6 separate regions of the Sus scrofa genome follow, and regions 2, 3, 4, 5 and 6 are each linked to region 1. Evidence: chromatin contacts called from public Hi-C, HiChIP or PLAC-seq and promoter capture Hi-C data. All regions are on one chromosome and are shown on one strand. Each heading gives the region's core, a stretch centred on a gene start, on an enhancer-like site or on the middle of the called end of the contact. The rest is flanking DNA. Distances are from core to core; before and after follow the strand shown. Region 1 holds the start of MCRS1 (microspherule protein 1). Region 2 holds the start of TMBIM6 (transmembrane BAX inhibitor motif containing 6). Region 3 holds the start of BCDIN3D (pre-miRNA 5'-monophosphate methyltransferase). Region 4 holds the start of SPATS2 (spermatogenesis-associated serine-rich protein 2). Region 5 holds the start of TROAP (tastin). Region 6 holds the start of DNAJC22 (dnaJ homolog subfamily C member 22).

What was found. Promoter capture Hi-C pulls out the DNA fragments that hold promoters and counts their contacts. Hi-C and Micro-C count contacts between places; a contact is called where the count stands out from the background. HiChIP or PLAC-seq counts read pairs in DNA pulled down with a chosen protein or histone mark.
Region 2: an H3K27ac HiChIP or PLAC-seq map of skeletal muscle shows a contact between it and region 1. The contact joins the promoter of TMBIM6 here to the promoter of MCRS1 in region 1. A contact is called at or near these places in 2 of 47 Hi-C or Micro-C datasets (heart right ventricle and skeletal muscle) and 2 of 2 datasets of contacts at active chromatin or transcription factors (alveolar macrophages and skeletal muscle).
Region 3: a contact with region 1 is called in a Hi-C map of liver, with 8 times the contacts expected there. The contact joins the promoter of BCDIN3D here to the promoter of MCRS1 in region 1. A contact is called at or near these places in 1 of 47 Hi-C or Micro-C datasets (liver) and 1 of 2 datasets of contacts at active chromatin or transcription factors (alveolar macrophages).
Region 4: a Hi-C map of liver shows a contact between it and region 1, with 1.5 times the contacts expected there. The contact joins the promoter of SPATS2 here to the promoter of MCRS1 in region 1. A contact is called at or near these places in 1 of 5 promoter capture datasets (fetal liver), 4 of 47 Hi-C or Micro-C datasets (embryonic fibroblasts, liver, skeletal muscle and 1 more) and 2 of 2 datasets of contacts at active chromatin or transcription factors (alveolar macrophages and skeletal muscle).
Region 5: an H3K27ac HiChIP or PLAC-seq map of alveolar macrophages shows a contact between it and region 1. The contact joins the promoter of TROAP here to the promoter of MCRS1 in region 1. A contact is called at or near these places in 3 of 5 promoter capture datasets (fetal liver and liver) and 2 of 2 datasets of contacts at active chromatin or transcription factors (alveolar macrophages and skeletal muscle).
Region 6: a promoter capture Hi-C map of fetal liver shows a contact between it and region 1, with 2.6 times the contacts expected there. The contact joins the promoter of DNAJC22 here to the promoter of MCRS1 in region 1. A contact is called at or near these places in 4 of 5 promoter capture datasets (fetal liver, fetal skeletal muscle and liver), 3 of 47 Hi-C or Micro-C datasets (embryonic fibroblasts, liver and subcutaneous adipose tissue) and 1 of 2 datasets of contacts at active chromatin or transcription factors (alveolar macrophages).

The regions. Positions count from the first base shown.
Region 1 is chr5:15,525,181-15,528,086 of Sscrofa11.1, forward strand. MCRS1 (microspherule protein 1) reads right to left here and starts at 1,387. Exons shown (of 13, transcript XR_002343937.1): 1 at 1,242-1,387; 2 at 1-54.
Region 2 is chr5:15,672,539-15,675,577 of Sscrofa11.1, forward strand. TMBIM6 (transmembrane BAX inhibitor motif containing 6) reads left to right here and starts at 1,490. Exons shown (of 10, transcript NM_001005348.1): 1 at 1,490-1,574.
Region 3 is chr5:15,760,047-15,763,240 of Sscrofa11.1, forward strand. BCDIN3D (pre-miRNA 5'-monophosphate methyltransferase) reads right to left here and starts at 1,599. Exons shown (of 2, transcript XM_005663848.3): 1 at 1,246-1,599. The coding sequence starts at 1,479. It overlaps NCKAP5L (nck-associated protein 5-like), which reads right to left and starts at 1,355. Exons shown (of 14, transcript XM_013997563.2): 1 at 1,246-1,355. It overlaps LOC102167177 (a long non-coding RNA gene), which reads left to right and starts at 1,573. Exons shown (of 4, transcript XR_002343941.1): 1 at 1,573-1,674.
Region 4 is chr5:15,346,201-15,349,492 of Sscrofa11.1, forward strand. SPATS2 (spermatogenesis-associated serine-rich protein 2) reads left to right here and starts at 1,422. Exons shown (of 13, transcript XM_021091602.1): 1 at 1,422-1,732.
Region 5 is chr5:15,299,112-15,302,437 of Sscrofa11.1, forward strand. TROAP (tastin) reads left to right here and starts at 1,577. Exons shown (of 14, transcript XM_013988255.2): 1 at 1,577-1,711; 2 at 1,961-2,115; 3 at 2,239-2,425; 4 at 3,244-3,326. The coding sequence starts at 1,972.
Region 6 is chr5:15,320,972-15,324,075 of Sscrofa11.1, forward strand. DNAJC22 (dnaJ homolog subfamily C member 22) reads left to right here and starts at 1,518. Exons shown (of 4, transcript XM_005655559.3): 1 at 1,518-1,948; 2 at 2,723-3,104. The coding sequence starts at 2,840.

The DNA of each region.
Region 1 (2,906 bases), core at 137-2,636:
CACAGGCTCATCCAAGGATTCTGACCAGGTGAGCTTGGAGGCTGAAAGGAGATTCTGCAAAGGAGAAATGAGGCTCCCTGAGGCTCAGGTTTCCAACTGGCCAGCATCACCCCTTTATACTGGAACAGGTCCCCCAGGACCCCGTAAGCTAGGGAGGACACTAAGAGATGACACACAGGCTCTCTTCTACCAAAACGACCCTGACAAACCAGTACTCTTCTGAAGGTCGCTAACATCTCTGAGTCAGTGACAAAAGGCAGGGACCCTAGAAAATTTACACATTTTAGGGTGTTCACAAACCCCTCTAATTCTACTCATAGCCCCTAGGGTAAGGGCCTTGACTATAAAGCAGCAAGAAACGAGGGATTCTTGGCTTCCTTTTTGTCAGCTGCCCACTCAACTCTAACAGCACCACCCTTCCCCTCTCAGACCAAAGCAGGGACAAGGAAAGGGAGACAGAACTCCAACGAATCCATCTCACTTTTTTTTTCATTTGCAGCTCTGGCTGAAGATTTAGTGGGTGGTACCTCGTGGGAGCTAAAAAAAAGCGGTTTTGGAACTGAGCAAATATCAAACCGCCCTGGAAGGCCCTCCGCTAACCCCCAGAGAGCTCAGGTAGAGGAGACTCAGGGCGCGCCGCTTGCGGGTCCCGCCCCTTTTGACCAGCGCGGCTCTTCCGGCAGCGTCCGGCCCTGCCCCCAGGTGCGCTCGTCACGCCGCTCCAGTGGATACGGCTGGGAATCTTGCCACCTGGGGAAAGGGTGAAGGGCCCCAATTCTGCAGGTAAACTGAGGCAGGGTCTGGACGCCCTTTCTTCTGCCCTCCGCGCCTTGTTCTCACCCCAAGTGCACACCCAAGGTGGGGAGGTTAGTCTAGGTCTATTTCAGGGGCTCGGGATAGGGGTGGCGATGAAGACGGCCCTACAACTCAAAAGCAAAGCACCGAGTGAACCCCGAAGGTCTCGCAGCCTTGGTTTAAGCCCCACAGGCCGATGGTGGGGGAAGGGAATCCACTCCCAGGCCAAGTCTCACCCCACCTTTGGCATGCCACCTTTGCGCATGCGTAACTTCTCGGGCCAGCTTCTGGTCCGATCCAGCCCACGCATGCGCAGATTTTCGGGGCGCTACCTGGGCGGGGCCCCAAACCTGGGGGAGGGGGGTCGTCCCCGATGGCACTCTGGGAAACTCCATTTCACCCTCAACTCTGTTCGGAAGCCCCAAAGGCGAACCGCAAGGTCTCACCATTCCTAGGCTGCCAGCTCCAACAATTTCTCCGCGGCGACGGCAGCAGCCGCAGGGCCAAAGCCGGCTTCCGTGAGCTTCGTCTACTTCCGGGGCTAGGAACTAGGGGCTGCGCAACCCCTTCCGGCTTGCCCGGGCCACGTGAGTAAGGGGGCGTGGCCACGGCAGCGAAGGAGTCACGTTTCGTTAATAGACGAACTTAAAAGCGTTCCCAATTGGGACAGCAAATAGGGAGACAACAGGGGTTATAGGCGTCAGAGAGGTTACCTGGTTGGAGGAAACAATTAAAGGGAAAAACGGGAGTTCCCTGTTGTGGCTCAGCAGGCTAAGAACCTGGGTTAAGAACCCGACTGGTATCCACGAGGATGCGAGGTCCAGCTCCGGCCTCGTTTAGTGGGTTAAGGATCCTGCGTAGCCGGGAGCTGCGGTGTAGTTTGCAGACCGGCTCGGATCTGGTGTTGCTGTGGGTGTGGCGTAGGCCGGCAGCTGCAGCTCCCATTCGACCCCTAGCCTGGGAACTTCCATAAGCTGCAGGTGCGGCCCTAAAAATAAATAGGTAGATAGAGAGATGGACAGACAGATAGGTAAACGGGGTGGAATAGCCTGAGGGGTGAGATCGACTAGGAGGTGGGACAACTTCGGGAGGGGCTGGCCCGAGGGTGGGGCCGGGAGCCAGGCTAAATTTCGGCTTCCTAATCCTGCAGCCTGAGAGATCTATGACTCTTTGATAGTTTCCCAGGACCAATTAGAGATTGTGAGATGTTTTAGAGAAACTACTCTGTGAGAGGGTCTGTGCTAGGCACAGTACAGGGAGATGATGTTGACGAGCTGGAGAGATGTGGCGTATGACATAGGCCGGGAGGTGATGTTTAAGGAACGGGTGGAAGTCCGTGTGCCATTCTCCTAGAAGGTAGAGGCCCTAGGAGAAGAACTGGGGCTCAGTTGGTTCCATCAGCCCAACCCCACCTGGATTGCTGGAGGCAGTTATGGGCCCTGGGAGGCAAGATGACCAACAGAAGCACCTTCAGAGGAGAGTGCTCTAGAATCTTGGGATGGGAGGACAAACCTATAGCAAATGTTGGGAGTTTGGGGGTGTGAGATCTGCCTTGAGAAACCAGAAAGGACTGCCCTCGAAAAGAGGGTTTCTATTTGTTTTATACTTCCTTGGAGGGGCACATAAGTGTAGTAGCTCTAGAGAAACATACTGTGGCTCAGAATAAGAGAGATACAATTCCAAAGCTGTCTACCAGCTAAGGTGGTCCCTTTAGTGGAGGTGTCAAGCATACTCTGATAATTGACACTGCCAGGGGATTCAAGTGTCAGATGGGAGGCTAGCCCTTCCAGCCCTGACAGTGTATGGTATCCCTCTGCTTCAAGAGTCCCCTCTTCAGTTGTGATCTTGCTTAATGAGTATTAACCTGTTTTATCTCCCCTGAAAGATTGTGAGTTTTCTGATACAAGGTGTGATGGACTATATTAGATATAGCATAATAGCTATACTAGGTGAGGTCTCTAAGGAGGTGACAGTTGTTGAGGGACCAATTAGGCAAAGAGCTGGGGTAAGATGACCTGGTCAGAGGGGACAGCATAGCTCCAAAGCAGAAAAGAGTTTGGTGGAGTTCCCATCGTGGCGCAGTGGTTAACGAATCCGACTAGGAACCATGA
Region 2 (3,039 bases), core at 240-2,739, 150 kb after region 1:
TGATATATTTTCTCCCACTCCAGTGGAAGATTCAGAGTAAACACTAGATTGCACTAGTAAACACTAGATTGCACTACAGAAAAATGTTTACTGCAGATCTGAATGTGTACTGGGAATCATACCCTGCACATTTGTATTCTTTATGGAAAAGATGGCTAGTCTATCCATCTAGAAAGCAGTTTCTTGAATCCTGCATTTTGATTTGATCAAATGCTTAGTCTAAATTTCTTCCCTTATTTTGCCAGAACCTTTTCTGTCCATGGTCTTGTTTCCTCATTTGCTGTTTTGTGCAGCTGGAAACATCTACAGTTGTATGGCTGTATTTAAGAAAAAGAATACAAAATTATGTAATAAAATCAGTATTTAGAGTAAGAAAATAAAACATTACAGGTTTTAAAAAATTTTTAATTTTTAAAATTGAAAATTTTTTTAATAGTGATCCATTACAGATTTTAAAATGCTGACAAAATACAAATATCACACAACCCCACAAAACCACATTATTATTAACTGCCTGTTAACCACTATAAGCTCTTTTTTCTTTTTTTTTTTTTTTTTTGGCTGCATACGCTTTGCCTCTTCGTATGACCATGCTGTATTATTTATATAGAGATGTTAGATAAATTAGCAAAAAAGTTTTGGAAAAAAAATTTGACAGTGTAGAAACGTTTTTTAAGCAGCTTCACAACTCCTTACTCTCAGTTCTTCTGTAAGTGTTGCTTCTTGGAGACACGTCCCAAGGCGCTCCAGCCCTTTTTCTCCCTTGGCTTAGTTTCCTCAGAGCTGCTGGGGCAGCTCAGCCAGATAGCTGCCCTACTCACCCCACTACTACCGCCTTCCCCAGAGCAAAGTGGATGAGGAGGTGGCAGCCCACTGGCCCCGCCCACGACTCCAGGACCACAATCTGGGCCAAGAGGGTGACCTCCAGGAGTACATTCGTCTGATGCAGGACTGGGGCTGCTAATTCCTCCTCCCCCCGTTCCTGAGAAATTCTCTGAGCCTTCAAAGATGTTCTGAAGTTTAAGCTTCACAAGGTTCACGGTAAATTGAGAATTTACCGTGAAGCATTCCCTATGAGAATGCTTTTCTATGTGTTCTCTGAATCTCTTTCCCCTTTTAGCATTCTACGACAAGCATAAAACCCAAATCCCAGGACTTTGCAGAGCTATTCCATCGCTTGTGGTGGAGGCTGCATTACTTGCCTTATGCCTTGGGTGGGGCCTCCCCTCTTCTCTTTGTCCACTAGAGGCGACTTCGGACTACGACCCTGCCTTACTATGCTGGAAGAAGGCGGAGGTCTTTTGCTACGCGCTGTTTGGCTGCCAGAGTCTTGATCGACAAGGGCGTTAAGCAAATGGCTCTGAAGTAAGCAGCCGTTGTTTATGCACCTACAGCCAACAGAAAGGCAGAAGAGCAACCATGGCCAATCAGGACTGGCCTCAAGCGGAACTCGGGGGCGGGGCTTCCCTCGAGGGGCGGACGCAAGGTAAAGAGTCTGGAGCGGACCCTGGGAGAGTCAGAAGCACATCCGGTGTTAGAGGAGCTGTGTGAGCTCTTGAGAAGCGGGTTAGAAGGTACGTCTGAAGCTAGGACTGCGCAAGCCTGGATTGAGAAATGGAAAGGGGATTAGTTACTTCTTGAGCAAGAGTGGGAGTAGTTTCCGTTTTCAGACGGACCGCACCCTGGAGGAACTGGGCCCTGCTGGGCGGCGGGACTCCGGAAAGCTAGGCTGGGAGGGGAGGAGTTGGGGAACTAGTACCGCGCAGGCGCAACTGTACCGGAGTGGGGGAGGGGCGGGGCGAGTCTGCTGGGTCTTTGGGGGTGTCGAGGCGCTCAGTCGGCTGGGGAGCGCTGGCTAAGGGCCTTTTTTGGCCGGAATTGCTTCCCCCTTAGTCCGCGTCTTTCCTCCTCCTCCGCCAAGTGTAGACTCGGAGGCTCTTTGGCCCAGGCCCAGCTTCGACCCCCTTAATTCAGGGCACGTCCCCTGCGCCTTTCTTCCGGGGAGAATGAAAGCGAAACCTCACGGGTTTGTGGTCATCCCCGCCGCTCCCGACAGATCGCTGGCCTGCTGGGGGTCCTCTGGCTGGGCCGCCTCTGGGTGAGCGGTGGGGGCCGGGACTCAGGAGGGCCTGGTCCGGCAAGCTGCCCTGTCACGGCGGAGTGGATGATGTCACACTCCTCTGTGACATGCTAGGCTCCTTCGTTACTTTGAAGCCAACAGCAGAGGCGGGAGGTGAGGAGAGACCCGGGCTAGGCCTGGCTTGCCAGGCCCGCTGGACGGCCCCGCTCTGGTCTGATTGGTTACCTTTGGACAGGTGAGGTGGCCTTGGCTTTGCTGGTCCTGAGCCCCGTGGGCGGCGTCTTTCCCAAAGTCCGGTCAGGAAAGGCGTTGTTGGGCGGTTTCTTGGACCTACTTGCTGGAGCTGTGGTATTTTCGTGTGTTTGTTAAGTGAGGAATTGCAGCCCCGTGCCAGCCAGGTTACATTGCTTGCCCCATCAACCTTTCATCGACCAAACAACAACAAAAACCTTTCTGAACTTGAGACTCTGTTTTAGCAATAGTTAACTAATGACTGTAACCTGGTGGAAGAGCTGACTGTACTTGAAACAAAGATTTCAGGTTAAAGGTTAATGGCGAATGGGCTTTTCTAGTTACTTTTTTAAAAAGTTTTATCGAATTATAGTTGATTTTAATGTGATAATTTCTACTGTACAACAAAGTGAGTCAGTCATACATATACACATACCCATTTTTTGTCAGATCCTTTTCCCAAGTAGGCTATTACAGAATATTGGATAGTCTAGTTACTTTTTGATACTTATTCAAGTTTATCTTTTGGTCAAATATGTAGTTTTAAGAATTTAGTTCAAGAAAGATCAGAGTTGCCTAACCACATTTCTTACGGCTTCTGCAAACATGCTTAGTTATGTATTAAATTTACTCTCTGGTGTTTTCTTACTCGTCCTTGTCTGGGATGTTTTATTGTTGTTCTGGCTTCAAGAATATCTTGGCATTTAGATTTTCTGCCGTTTTCCTTC
Region 3 (3,194 bases), core at 349-2,848, 240 kb after region 1:
TCAGTTAAGGATGTGGCATTGTCACTGTAGTGGCTTGGGTTGCTGCTGTGGCACAGCTTCCATCCCTGGTCCCAAAACATCAGCATGAAGCAAGGGTGGGGGGGGGAAATAAACCCCAAAATAAAGTCTTAAATGCGGTCTCTCTTTTCCTTTGCTTCCTCCCTTTGGTATCTGTATCAATCACAGCAAGGAAATGTTTGCAAGGGATAGACAGATACCCACCCACCGGTTCACTCCAGTTTTTAGCCTAAATGTCCTCCTTCCATTTACCAGCTGTGCCCCTATAGCCCTCAACTCCATACCAAAGTCTCTTCCGCCTAAGGCCAGCAACACAGTAAAATTTTCCTCACCTTATCCGACTCCTAGCCTGGAATGGAGTGATGGTACTAACTTATGAAGCATTTGTAATCACAGGGTCAGAAGGACTGCTCCTCTAGAATATCCTAGTGGCTACAAATAGGTGTCAGAGTGACATTTCCCTGTTTTACTTGTGGACTGACTATAATTATTGTATGCCTAAGAATACTTTGTGGTAAGAAAACGTGGCAATGCCTTCCTCTGGCAGGATGCTTTATTTTCTTTCTTAATGTCACTTCTATACTCAGCCAACTCACTGCTTTTAAAATAAATATCCTCTTGGCTCCAGGGTCCATTCTGCATTGTGTTTCATTCGTGATTTTTTTTTTTCCCCCTTTTTGGTCGTGCCCAAGGCATGTGGAACTTCCCGGGCCAGGGGTCGAACCCGCGCCACAGCAGCGACCCAAACCACAGCAGTGACATCAGCGGATCCTTAACCTGCTGCTCCACAAGGGAATTCTCACACGAATCTTAATTCCAGGTATGATTCTGTCACCCCTCAGTAAACCAATCCCAACTCCATGCTCCAAACGTGAGTGTCGGGAAGCGCCCTCTCCCCCAGCCTGATTGCCAGCCACGCTGGACAGGAGGCAAGCGCCAGAAGCCCAGACACGTGGCCCTTTCCACCCGCGGTTTGGCACGGCGTCTGGGGCGCAGGAATTAGGAACCAAAGTTGAAAATGATTCCTCCCCACGAGTCCTAAAAGAGATGGTGCTGGGATCCTGGAGGTCAGATAGCAGCAGCACGGGGTCGAACGCTATGCCTTTAAAAACTTATTTTGTGAAAGTTGTGACGGATGTGATGCCACGCCCAGGCCAGAACCCCAGTGGACGTGAGGCCGCCAACCTCTAGGCTCAGCCGACGTCCGATCCCTCCCCTGTCACTCACCCCGGAGTTACAACCCACGTCGAGCCCCAGGATCGGCCTTGTCTCGGGACTCTGAGGGAAGAGTCGGCGAAGCAGCTCTGGGGGAAGGAGGCGGAGCCGTTGCTCTGGAGGGTGGAAGCGGGAATAATGAGGGAAATTTCCGAATGGGGCGGCCCCGGGTTCTAGAACTCGTGGTTCCTCTTCTGCCGTAGCCTCGTCAACGCTCCCGGTAGCCTGCTTCCTGGACGCCGCCATGAGTCTCAGTCTGACCTCTGGGTCCCCGCGGAACCGGAAGTCGGGAACCTACGGGCGGGGCGAGCGCCGTCTTGGCTCCAGTGCGCGTGCGCTGAATGACAAAGGCTGGCGGGTAAAACGGTGGCCTACCCTGAACGAGGGCGGAAGCTTGGTGTTGGCGTTCCCTTGTGGGACCCTGGCTGTAACTAGGAGGTGGTTAGTAATATCCTTCCATTTTTCTGGTCGGACAAGCACAGAGAGGTTGAGTTGCTCAGGCTGACATTGTTTCAACTTGGGCTACCCAGAACAAGGAGTTTGTTGGGATTTGGAAATCAGTTTTGGTTCAGCTTCCTTCCTTTACAAATGCATAAAGTCAAAGCTAGAGAGTAGCAATTACTCGTCCAGGGTCACACGGTGAGTCTCTGACACAGGAACTTGCTCCCAGTTCATCCTGTGATTCCAGGAAACGGTAGCCAGGAACTACGGTCATTCCAGGTACCACAGGTGCCCCTATCCACCTGTCCCACGTGACAGTCAGGGCCCAGAAGACCCACATGGCCCTGACTGTCACGTGGGACAGGTGGATAGGGGCACCTGTGGACTGTGAGCTCTTGAGAGGCATGGACTGTACCTTAAGAGCCAGCACTTACAAATGTTTACCCGGCGCCAGACACTTTTCTAAGCCCTTTACATGCATTAATTTTCACACCAACCCTTGTGAAGAAAGGACCATACTTAATATCACCTTTATATTGTTAAGGACTTTGGGGCTCAATGAAGTTAGTAATTTGCTCAAGGTGACACAGTTAGAAATGATAGTACCAGGATTTGAACCCAGGCACTTTGACTCCACAGGATGTACCTTTGCTCTTATCAGCCTTGAAAATATGGTAGCCTATGCCTACCTTAATGCCTGGCCCAAAGAGACTTGATAAATATTTGTTGAAGGAAGACTCCATAACAAATGGGTATTGGGAAATTGGATATTCATATGCAAAAGAATGAAAAGGGACCCTTACACAAAAATCAACTCAAAATGGATTAAGCACTTAAGACCTGAAACTGTATAACTCCTAGAAAAAAATCATAGGGGAAAGGCTTCAGGACTGATCTTGGCAGTGATTTCCTGGATATGATGCCAAAAGCACAAACAAAAGCAAAAATAGACAAGTGCAACTGTGTCACACTACAAAGTCAAAACTATACAGCAATAGAAACCATTGATACAGTAAAAAGACAGCCTATGGAATGGGAGAAAATATTTGCAAGCCATGTATCCGATAAGGGATTGATTTCCAAAAAAATATAAGGAATTCCTATGACTCAAAAGCAAAAAAAAAAAAAAAAAAAAAAAACCCTAATAATTTGATTTTTTAAATGGGCAGAGGACTTGGATAGACATTTTTCTAAAAGAAGACACACATGACCAACAGGTATATGAAAAGATGCTCAGTGTCACTAATCATCAGGGAAATGCAAATCAAAGCCACAGTGAGATATCACTTCACACTTGTTAGAATGGCTATTATGAAAACAAAACCAAAAGACCAGAGGTGTTGACAAGGATGTGGAGAAAGTGTAAAGCTGGTACATTGTTGATAGAAATGTGAAATGGTACAGCCTCTATGCAAACAGTATGGATGTGCCTCAAAAAGTTAAAAATAGAACTACTGCATGATCCAGCAATCCCGTTTCTGGGTAATTATCCAGAAGAATTGAAATCAGAATCTCAGATG
Region 4 (3,292 bases), core at 172-2,671, 180 kb before region 1:
TTTTTCTTTAGATCTGTAAATGATATGGGTGGATTAGGTTAGGCATTATTTAACTAGGGGCCAGTGGGCTCCAGAGGATTTTTGATCCTTCACTCCTTGCAAAGTTAAAAACCAAAGGACCTGATGACTTGGCAGAGATTACACTATTCCATTACTTGTCCTGAAACTGTAATAACAAATCTGTGAAAACCAAAACTACACTGTTTCTGTGGTGCCTATATACGCTCATATACACTCTGGCTTGTCATTGGTGCCTGTCCAGAGCCCCTTTTGCTTTGGTCTCAAAAGTTAAGAACACGGGGACAGATTCTTAATCACATTTTCAAGGTTGATTGCCTAAATACCCGACCTTTAAGCCACTCCTAATCATCAACCCCTTTGGCAATGCGGTGAGTGCTTCACACGTGAACACTGTCTAGAAAGGTGCACAATTAGAAATGGTTCTGGCCTTGGGGTGCTTGGGAAACTAACCACGAAGACAGAAGAATATTTAACATAAAGATTCGACCGTCAGTGTAACTGACCACAGCCGCCTAAAGGGATGCAGACAACTCAGTAGACTAGAAATCCAACGAGGAAATGGACTTGGGCAGTTGTGTCCGGGGTCATGGCAGAGGTCCCTCAGTTTGCTCCCGAAGTTATCCTCTGCCCAGCTGGGGAGGTGCACTGCTCCCCACCAACTCCTTACCAGCCTGTATGGATTCCCAGGAGGCTGAGTGGCTACGGAATCAGGACATTTCCCGTAGTCAGTGGTTCTGAAATGGCCTTTTGGAGTAAATCTTGGGTCGGGACAGAGGCAAAAGTGAAAGTGGTGTTAAGCTGTTGGGGCAGAGTCGTGGCACGGGAAGCGGGAGAAGCCTGGGAGACCAAGTCCCCGCCTGGACCTAGAGAGAAAAGCCCCTCTCGAGGTTCCCTTCGAGGCGGCCGCCTTCGGCAACCTCCGGGGAGTTTCGGCTCTTTCCGGCAGTTCCAGCTCAGGCCCTCTACTACCAGCACGCGCTGTGCCCCCCACCCCACTCCGCCCGGCTCTTTCGGGGCACGGGCCATTCTGCACGAGGGCACGATCTCTTGCCCCACCCGTCCTCACGTCCATCTACTTTGTTCCCTACCTATTCCTCCTATCCCTTCCCTTCCTCGTTCTTCCCAATCCCCGGACATCCGAGCTCCCTCAACTCGGGTGCCCGGCCCGGCGGGCAGTGCGAAGCGCGAGGGACCGGTCCACGAGAGGAGCGGTAACCCGACGGACTGGAGGCGCCTCTCTCCGCGAGCTTCCCCGCGCGCAGCTCCTCGGCTGGCCGGCCGCCTCACGCCTCCCTCGCGCACCGGTTGGCTGCAACGGCCTCGAGCTCGGCGCGCCGAGTTCGCGCCGGCGCGAGCACGCGCCCTGTGCGCTGGCTGGCCGGCGCGCACGCGCCCGAGCGGGCTGCGGGGCGGGGCGAAGAGCTCGAGCCCCGGCGAGGTCGGTGTAGATCCGCTGGCACTTCGGCCCCCAGCCGCCGCTGCGATTCCCAGCCCGCCACCCGGCTGAGGAGGGTAGCGAGGAAAGGGGCGGAGGGGCGGGGCGGCGCCCGGCTCCGAGAGAGCTGGGGGAGGAGCGCGGCGGCGACGGAGGTGGCTCTAGAAGAGCCGGAGGAGGCGGCGGAGGAGCTCCTTTCCTCTTCTCAGACCCCGGAGCGTCCCGGACGCAGAGCCGGAACTGGGGGGACGCGGAGACTGCGGAGGCCCGGGGTAGGTGAGGCTGAGGGTGCTGGGCGGAGGGTTGGTGGGGGATGAAGAGGGGCACAGAGGTGTAAAGAGCGGGCTTGAGGGAGGGCACGGGGGAGGGGGCAGTAGTTGGGGGTTGGGGTACCGAGAGGAGGGGGATGTGAGTCCTTGGGACCTGGAGTGCCCAGATGGTGAAAGGTTTCTGGGGTCAGTGGGGCGGGCGGAAGACACCGGGTCCGAATTGGGGGGTTTCCAGAAGCATAGGCCGGGGAAACAATGGAGTGAGGGGGGGACTCTTGGTGTGAGCTTGTGTGGGGCACTGGATTTTAAGAGACGAGAGATCGAAAGGCATGAAAGAATGGATCGTTTGGTATGAGAAGTACAATGAATTGAGAATTCATCGGGGATGCGTAAGGTCAGCTGTGTGGCTATCGGAGGTTCTTAGGATTTGGAGGCAAAGTAGGATTTAAAAATAAGAGATAGAAGGGCATTCTTGGAATTGAGGAGGGGCGGGAAACGGAACGGAAAATAAAGCAAAGAGGGGCAGAGAAAGAAAATAAATGCGGTTTGGATTTGAATTAAAGCGGAAGGGTAAATCCAGTTAGAGAGTATAGGGTAGGTGGACTGGAGTGGCATTTTTCTCCTAATTCATCCAGGATGACTGGCTTCTTTTAGAAGATGGATCTTTCTCTGGCATGTCCCTCTGCCAAGGAGTACAAGACACTCTTAATAATATGGTTATCCTGTGTAGTCCATTTATTTCATTGATAAAACATGCTTGTAATATTTCTTTCCCCTCTGTATAATTTACCTGTGGTTAATGAAGCAAGAGAGGACAGACCACTAAAAATAGGAATTGTGCTTTGAGTTTAGTTATTGATAATGCAGAGTTTAGGATGTTTGGGAGAGAACCACAAGTTTGTTTTTATTTAGCCTTGATAAAATCTAAGTTACTTGTACTTTGTTAGAATTACAGTTTCTCGATGAGAAATGGTCACGTACCACCTGCCACTGGTTTTATGCTTGTGAGAGCATTTGGGTTCTGCCTCAAGAAATTCTTGATGCCGATTTCAAATTATCAGGCTGCCTTGTACCTTCCAGTTTGAATTAAGGTGATTTGAAAATATTGTGGGGAAGTATTTCTGGGGTTATGATCTGTACATTTCCTTGATATGTGGATTTCCAGACCAGATTTTGAATGGTACTAGATATGACTCCTGATTTTGAAATTGTAGTTACCATTATGTGTTCATAAATAGTCCACATAAAGCTTTTTATTTGTTGGGCATTAAGTTTTGCTGACTCATCTAAGATTTCTGGGAATTTTTTGGTTTATATTTCTCAGCTAGGTCTTGCATAGTAGCATTAGACTATAAAGGTCCAAAAATATCTAAATTGTCACTTTTATGTTATAAAAACTGAATAAAGCGAAGAGTGCAGCTTCCTCATTAGTGATAATGAGGCTCTTGATTGACCTCTTAATGAGGCTAGGCAAGGTGGTAAGATTGTTTTGCATCATTATCTCATTTAATTTAATTCTCACAGTTATTTCCTATTTTATAAATTAAGAGATTAAATACTTTACTAG
Region 5 (3,326 bases), core at 327-2,826, 230 kb before region 1:
ACAGTATATTATGTTCACATTGATACAATTACAACTGAGATACATGCTCTGAAGAAACATTGTTCCTTGAGAACATGCAACTAAGGAATCTTTTTTTCAGAGGGTGGGCTGTGAGTAGAAGGGTTCAAGGAAGGCCTCTATAACAAAGTAACAGTGAACATCATTTTGGAAGCATGAATAGGCAAAGTGGAAGCAAAAATAGTATTCTAGACAGAGACTAGAAGGCACATGAGAAAGTTGAGGAATTGGGAGAGGCAATGGAGTAGGAAGGCAGAGAACCAGGGGGAATGTGGTGGAAGATGGGGAGCTTGAGTGGTAACATGACCAGATTGGCATTTTGGACAGCGTCCTCTAGCTGCTATAAGGTGAAAAGGATTAAGGTGGGGAGCAAGAGAGAATGGAGGGGTTTGCAATCCTCTAGGTGAGATTGAGGGGAGGTAATGGAGAGGAAGAAAGTAAATGAACTCCAAAGATAATTAAAAAGTAAAATTAATAAGAGTGAAGGAGAGACTGGAAGGGGAGGGGAAGAATTCAAGAATAACTTCTAGGCTCCCCGCTTGTGTGACGGGAACCACTGGTCAGAGTAAGAATCTACCAGAGTCCGGTGCACTCCTTCCCCATTTCTTATCTTCCATTGGAGGTTAACCCCTTCCATTCTAACCAGGGTGTTCTAGGTTCCCTCATTTTCACACCCCTACCTGCCAATAACAGGCAGGTGACACAGGGCTCCTCAGTCCCCAAGGCTTGTAGTGTTGAGTGAGTTCCATTGACACTGTTTTGAGCCTCGGGTCGTATCTGTGAAATGGAGACCACATCTCACAATTCGTAAAACTTGAGTGAAAAAACGGTCGTTTCTAAGTTCCTGTGTGGCTCAGCGTTAAGGAACCCGTCTAGTATTCATGAGAACATGGTTAGACCCCTGGCCCCGCTCAGTGGGTTATAGATCCGTCCTTTCCACGAGCTGCGGTGTAGGTTGCAGAAGTGGTTCGGATCTGGAGTTGTTGTGCCTGTGGCGTAGTATGGCAGATGCAGCTGTAGCTCCATTCAACCTCCAGCCTGAGAACTTCCATACGCCGTGGGTGCGGCCCTAAACCGCTCCCCCAAAAAGAATGTTTAATTTTTATTAGTTTGCTCTCTAGCCCTCTACGCCCATTTGGAAGCAGCTCCTTGCCCAGGCACAACGTTCAGCCATTTCCCCAAAGCCCAACACGGAACCCTGATGAGAGTAGGATTAGGGGCCTCGGCCAGTCCCCAACATCACTAAATCGCCACATTCAGGAGGCCAGCCCTTCCCACAATGCCACGAGACTGGCCCTCGCTGCACCAGTCCCGAAATCTCGCGATAGTACAACGGCGCCCGTTATCTTCCAAACTCGGAGCTCCACGCCTTCCCCGGCCTCAGAACTGTCTCCTCCTTCCTCTTTCCCCGCCTTCGGTCCCGCGCTCCGCTCTCAGATTGGCTGGTTAAGTCGGGTCAGTTTTTTTTCCTGGCCAGAAAGCGGCTCGACAACTAGTCCTTCTTTTGGCCCCGCCTCTGAAGCTTGGCGATTGGACAACTAAGACATGCGTCAAATGCCTCCGCGGGAGCACGGAGAAGCCAATCAGGAGCTTGGCGTATTTTACAAATTGGGGAAGTACCTGCTGCAAAAGCAGAGAGAGTCCGGGGAAAAAGCCGAGAAAGTGGGGGCGACCCTGAAAGGTTCCGAACGAGGTGCGGTACCGGGATCTTGGAAGAGATAAAAGCTTCGGGGAAACATAGAGAGGAGAGGCAGCTTGGGGTCGTAGAGCGAAAGAATAGGCTCAGAGTGTCAGGGGGTGACACCCAGAAAAGCGCCCTTGCAGGAGCCAGGTTTTCTGGGCGCATGGATTTGGGCGGAGGTGGGAATATCAGGGATGTCAGGTACTAACTCCTGAACTGGCTGACCTTCGATCCCCGGTCCTGCTTTCTTCTCCATCTTAGCTGTAGCCGTCATGACCACCCTCCAAGCCACTAAGGATCCTCTCCTCCGGGGTGTATCTCCCACCCCTAGTAAGATTCCTGTTCGCTCCCAGAGACGCCCGCCTCTCCCCACAGTCAAACCCTACGCCCTGGGCCAGGAAAACCAAGATCCAAGGGTAAGGGGACCGGGGGCGGGTGGGGGGGGGTTGGCGGGTGAAGGCAGCAGCTACAACGAGGCAGCACACACCAGCAATGCACCCCAAAGCTGAGATCCAGCTTTTTCTCTTCCCCTCCCCCAGAGATTGGTGCAGAAGGTCAGTATTCAGCGTCCCCTCGTTGACTCAGCAGGCCCCAGGCCAAAAGCCACTCGTCAAACAGATCCATCAGAGAAACTGGTAGGGAGCACTCAGCTCCGGAACCCTTTGAAGGAGCTCAGGCCTAGCCCTGGGGGACAAAATGTGGACCCTAGGCCCCCAACCCAGACAGGTACTTGTTGGAGGCTTGAAAACAGTCTCCTTGACTGGGTGGGAGAATGGGTTGAGCGCGGTGTGGTTTGCGGGCTTTGCACCCCCCGGGTCTCCCGCTTACTCTAATTCCTAGTCCTTCCTCCTGGAAAGCTCTCTGCTCTTGGATGTCCTTTCCTTCCTTCAGCAAACTCTCATCTCTTCTAAAGCCTTTTCCAGCTCTCCCAGTCACAATCAATCAATTCCTCTGTGGTTCTAATGCTTTGCTGTACGTCTTTTATTTTTATTTATTTATTTATTTTTGTCTTTTCGTCTTTTCTAGGGCGGCACCCGTGGCATATGGAGGTTCCCAGGCTAGGGGTCGAATCGGAGCTGTAGCCACCAGCCTACGCCAGAGCCACAGCAACATGGGATACAAGCCAGGTCTGCGACCTGCACCACAGCTCACAGCAACGCTGGATCCTTAACCCACTGAGCAAGGCCAGGGAGCAAATCCGCAACCTCATGGTTCCTAGTCGGATTCGTTAACCACTGCGCCACAACGGAACTCCTGTGCTTCTTTTATAACCTGTCCGTACTTTGGCTTGGGTCTGTTACCTCTCTAGTTTGATGATGGCTTGTTGAGGATGGGGGTTTGTCTTCGTCATCTCTAGGCACTGGTGCCTGGAATAGTGTCTAACACAGAGTAAAGTTCTGTGAATATTTGCTGAGCTGAGCTCAATTATATGTGAGCCTCTCGGCTCACTCTGGCATCCCCAGGTGGCCATGCGGGGCTCCCTGCCCCCTCAGCCTTCCCTCTTCCTGTTCCTCCTCACCTTTCTCTCTCCTCTTCCCTTGCAGAGGCTTCAGGGACTGTAGAGTTTGTGGCTGACCCTGCAGCCTTGGCCACCATCCTATCAGGTGAGGGGGTGAAGAGCTGTCGT
Region 6 (3,104 bases), core at 268-2,767, 200 kb before region 1:
GCTGGAGAGAGCGCTAGGGCGGGAGCGCGGCGGGGCGAGGCGCAGGCAGGGGCGCCTCCCGCTCGCCCCGCCGCCCTCGCGTTCACATTCCGGTCATCTCCCATCCCTCTCCTTGACTCTTCTCCAATTCTTCTTCTCCCGGCTCTTCGCGCCTCCCTTCTCTTGTTCCTCCATCGCTCTTCCCTTTCCTCTCGGTAACGGCTCTTCTCCCGCCCCTGCCCCGCCGCAGCCCCCTCCCCGGGGCGCCTTTTCCTCTCTCACTTCTCCCTCTCTCCTCCGCCCCCCCACTTGTTTCTCCATCTTTTTCTCGCGCTCAATCGCCCTTGGGGCCCTGGCTCGCACCTCACAACGCGCTTCTCTACCACCCGTGTCCAGGCTTCCTGAGATCGAGCCCTTAGCCCCCTTCCCGGCCCCCACTCGCTGGGAGGCCGGAGCAGCCCAGCACCCAGGGGTTCTTCTAGCGGCTCGCGGCAGCCCCGGGGCCCAGGCGGCCTGCCCTCTTCCCTCCCCCTCCCGCCGCTGCCTCTCCAACCCCTCTCCCTGCGCCCAGAGCTAGTTTGTTTGTCCAGCGGCGGCTGCTGCCGCGCGAGCTGTTTGCCGAGCTTAGCGCGCCGCCGCGCACTGGCGGCCCAATTAAGTCTCATTCATTATTCAACGCCCCTTCGGCCCCCGCCCCCCAGCTGGCGGCTCCGGCGTCGTTCCGGGGTCCCTCACAGCCCTGGCCCCTCAGTGAGCCCTAGGGGGCAATATGCGAAGCCGCATTCCCTCCCCAGGCCGGGATAAAGACTGAGGGGGCTGGGAATGTGGAGGGAACAGAAACTGTCTGTCGACTGCAGGGAGGCCTTCCAAACCCACTCTACCCCCAGGTCAAATCTGGGGGACCTGGGAGATCCCCGCGTTTCCTTTACAGAGGAGGAAACAGGCCCAACAAATAGCAAGACTTGGCCAAGGTCACCTAGCAGGACTGGAGACCACGACACTGAAATGAAGGCACTTGCGTCCCCCTTCCATCTCAGCATCGAGGCAGGAGGACGCAGGCTGTTCTGGTGGGGAGACCGTCATTCCCACCCCTTTTTCTCCCGGAACTCCCTTTCGCCAAAGTCAGGGAAATACAGAGGATTTGGTGTTCCTGAGGGATGGGGAGGCTCCTCGGGTCTCAGGTTCAGATCTAAATGTAGCGCCCCCGACTGACAGGCCTGGAGGCAGGGCAGGGAGGCTAATTCCACCGGACAGTCCGTCTCTACAGACAGCCTTAGAGGAATTGGAAGTGGAGCCATCCAAGGCACCGGGGCAGTGGAGTACGGAGAAGGGAGTGTAGCCTGAGGTGAGGGAGGAGTCACATACCTATTGGTGGGAGTGAATGAGAGCGATCAAGCGCTGGTCTGTGCGTTTATAATGGCCCAACCGGGGCTTCCTTGCTGGGGCAGTTGGGCCAAGGTGAGCCTGGAGACCCGCCCGTCACGGTCAGCGCGCAAGCGGCAGCGCCACCTGGTGGTTGTGGTGTCGCGGTGCAGGTGCACTCGGCCTGGAGTGGGCGCCATGCAAGCCAGGTTGAGCTTGGGGAGGCTGAATACGCAGCGGAAAACCTTAGACGAGCCCTACCTTGAAAGGTGATCCCTACCCGGGCCGGGAGGGCCTTGGGGAGGGGCCTGGCCAGGACGGCCCGACTTCCGTGACACGGCAAACACAGAAAGACAAAGTCCATTTGGATGGAATCGGAGCGGAGAGAGAGGGGCCATTTTGACTCTGGGGTCAAAGGGAATGACCGATCTACTGGGGTCCGGGAGCGGAGGCACCCAGGTATGGCTGCTCACCCTGGGACCAGCAGGTGGTGGCTCGTGGGCGTGCCCCCATTCTGTGTAGAGGAGAGACACTGGCAGGCACACTTTGGCATCTGGTTTGATATTCTGGGGGTTCGTCTGGTCGCTGCGGCTTCTGAGAGACTCAGGTCTGTTCTGGAAGGAGGTGGACGAATTGTAGGGTGCCAGGGTCTAAGGTCAAAATGTAGTTTTCCAGAGCTGGAGGGAATTCAGAACCTCTTGCAACTTTGGCTTGTGGGAAGATTTCCTCTTCTGGAGAGATGGGAGACTGGAAAGGGGCTAAAACCTCTGCCAACTGAAGGCAGCCCTCTCAAGAGTGGAGAAGCCTGCGGCGAAGGGTGTGTAGCAGGGGACTTTAAAAATGTGTAGGAACTGAAGATCAGTGGGTTAAAGGATCAGTCTGTGGTGTAGGTTGGCAGCTGTAGCCCTTTTATTTTTTTGGTCTTTTTAGGGCCGCACCTGTGGCACATGGAGGTTCCATGGCAGCTGTAGCTCTGATTTGACCCCTAGCCTGGGAACTTGCATATGCTGAGGTGTGGCCCTAAAAATAAAACGTGTAGGAACTTTCGAAGGACATTGTATTCACTCCTATTCACTCCGCCCCCCAACCCATGTGTCTTTCCAGGAGGTCAGTGGTCTGAGGAGAGGTCTGAAAGTTAAACTTCTGCTTTTTTTGTCCATGTACTGAGTTCTTGGTTACTCAGCTGAAAGCATTTAAAACATTCCTCCCCCTTAAATTTGGAGTCACTGTGGTTGTGAAAAGCAGAGATGAGGTTCTAGACGGAGGGTATGGGAGAACCACAATTTCAGGGACATTCAGGAAGATTAGTATTGGAAGGAAAAATGGTTACTCTGTTGGGACCTGGATATAATCTTATGACCGCTTTTTTCCATGACTTAAGGTCCAAGGATAACTTTGGGGCCATGACTGCCATGATTCTCACAGTGGATCCCGGATTTCTGCATTCCAAGCAATGGCAGGTGCCACTGGACTTGTTCTGAGAACTTTTTCCTAAAGGATGGCCAAGGGGCTCCTGATGACCTATGCCCTTTGGGCTATAGGGGGCCCTGCTGGGCTCCACCACCTGTACCTGGGGCGGGACAGCCATGCACTGCTCTGGATGCTTACCCTGGGAGGGGGTGGGCTAGGCTGGCTCTGGGAATTCTGGAAGCTCCCAAGCTTTGTAGCGCAGGCCAACAGAGCCCAGGGGCAGAGGCAGAGCTCAGGAAGGGGGACACCCCCTCTGAGCCCCATTCGCTTTGCAGCTCAGATGATAGTGGGCA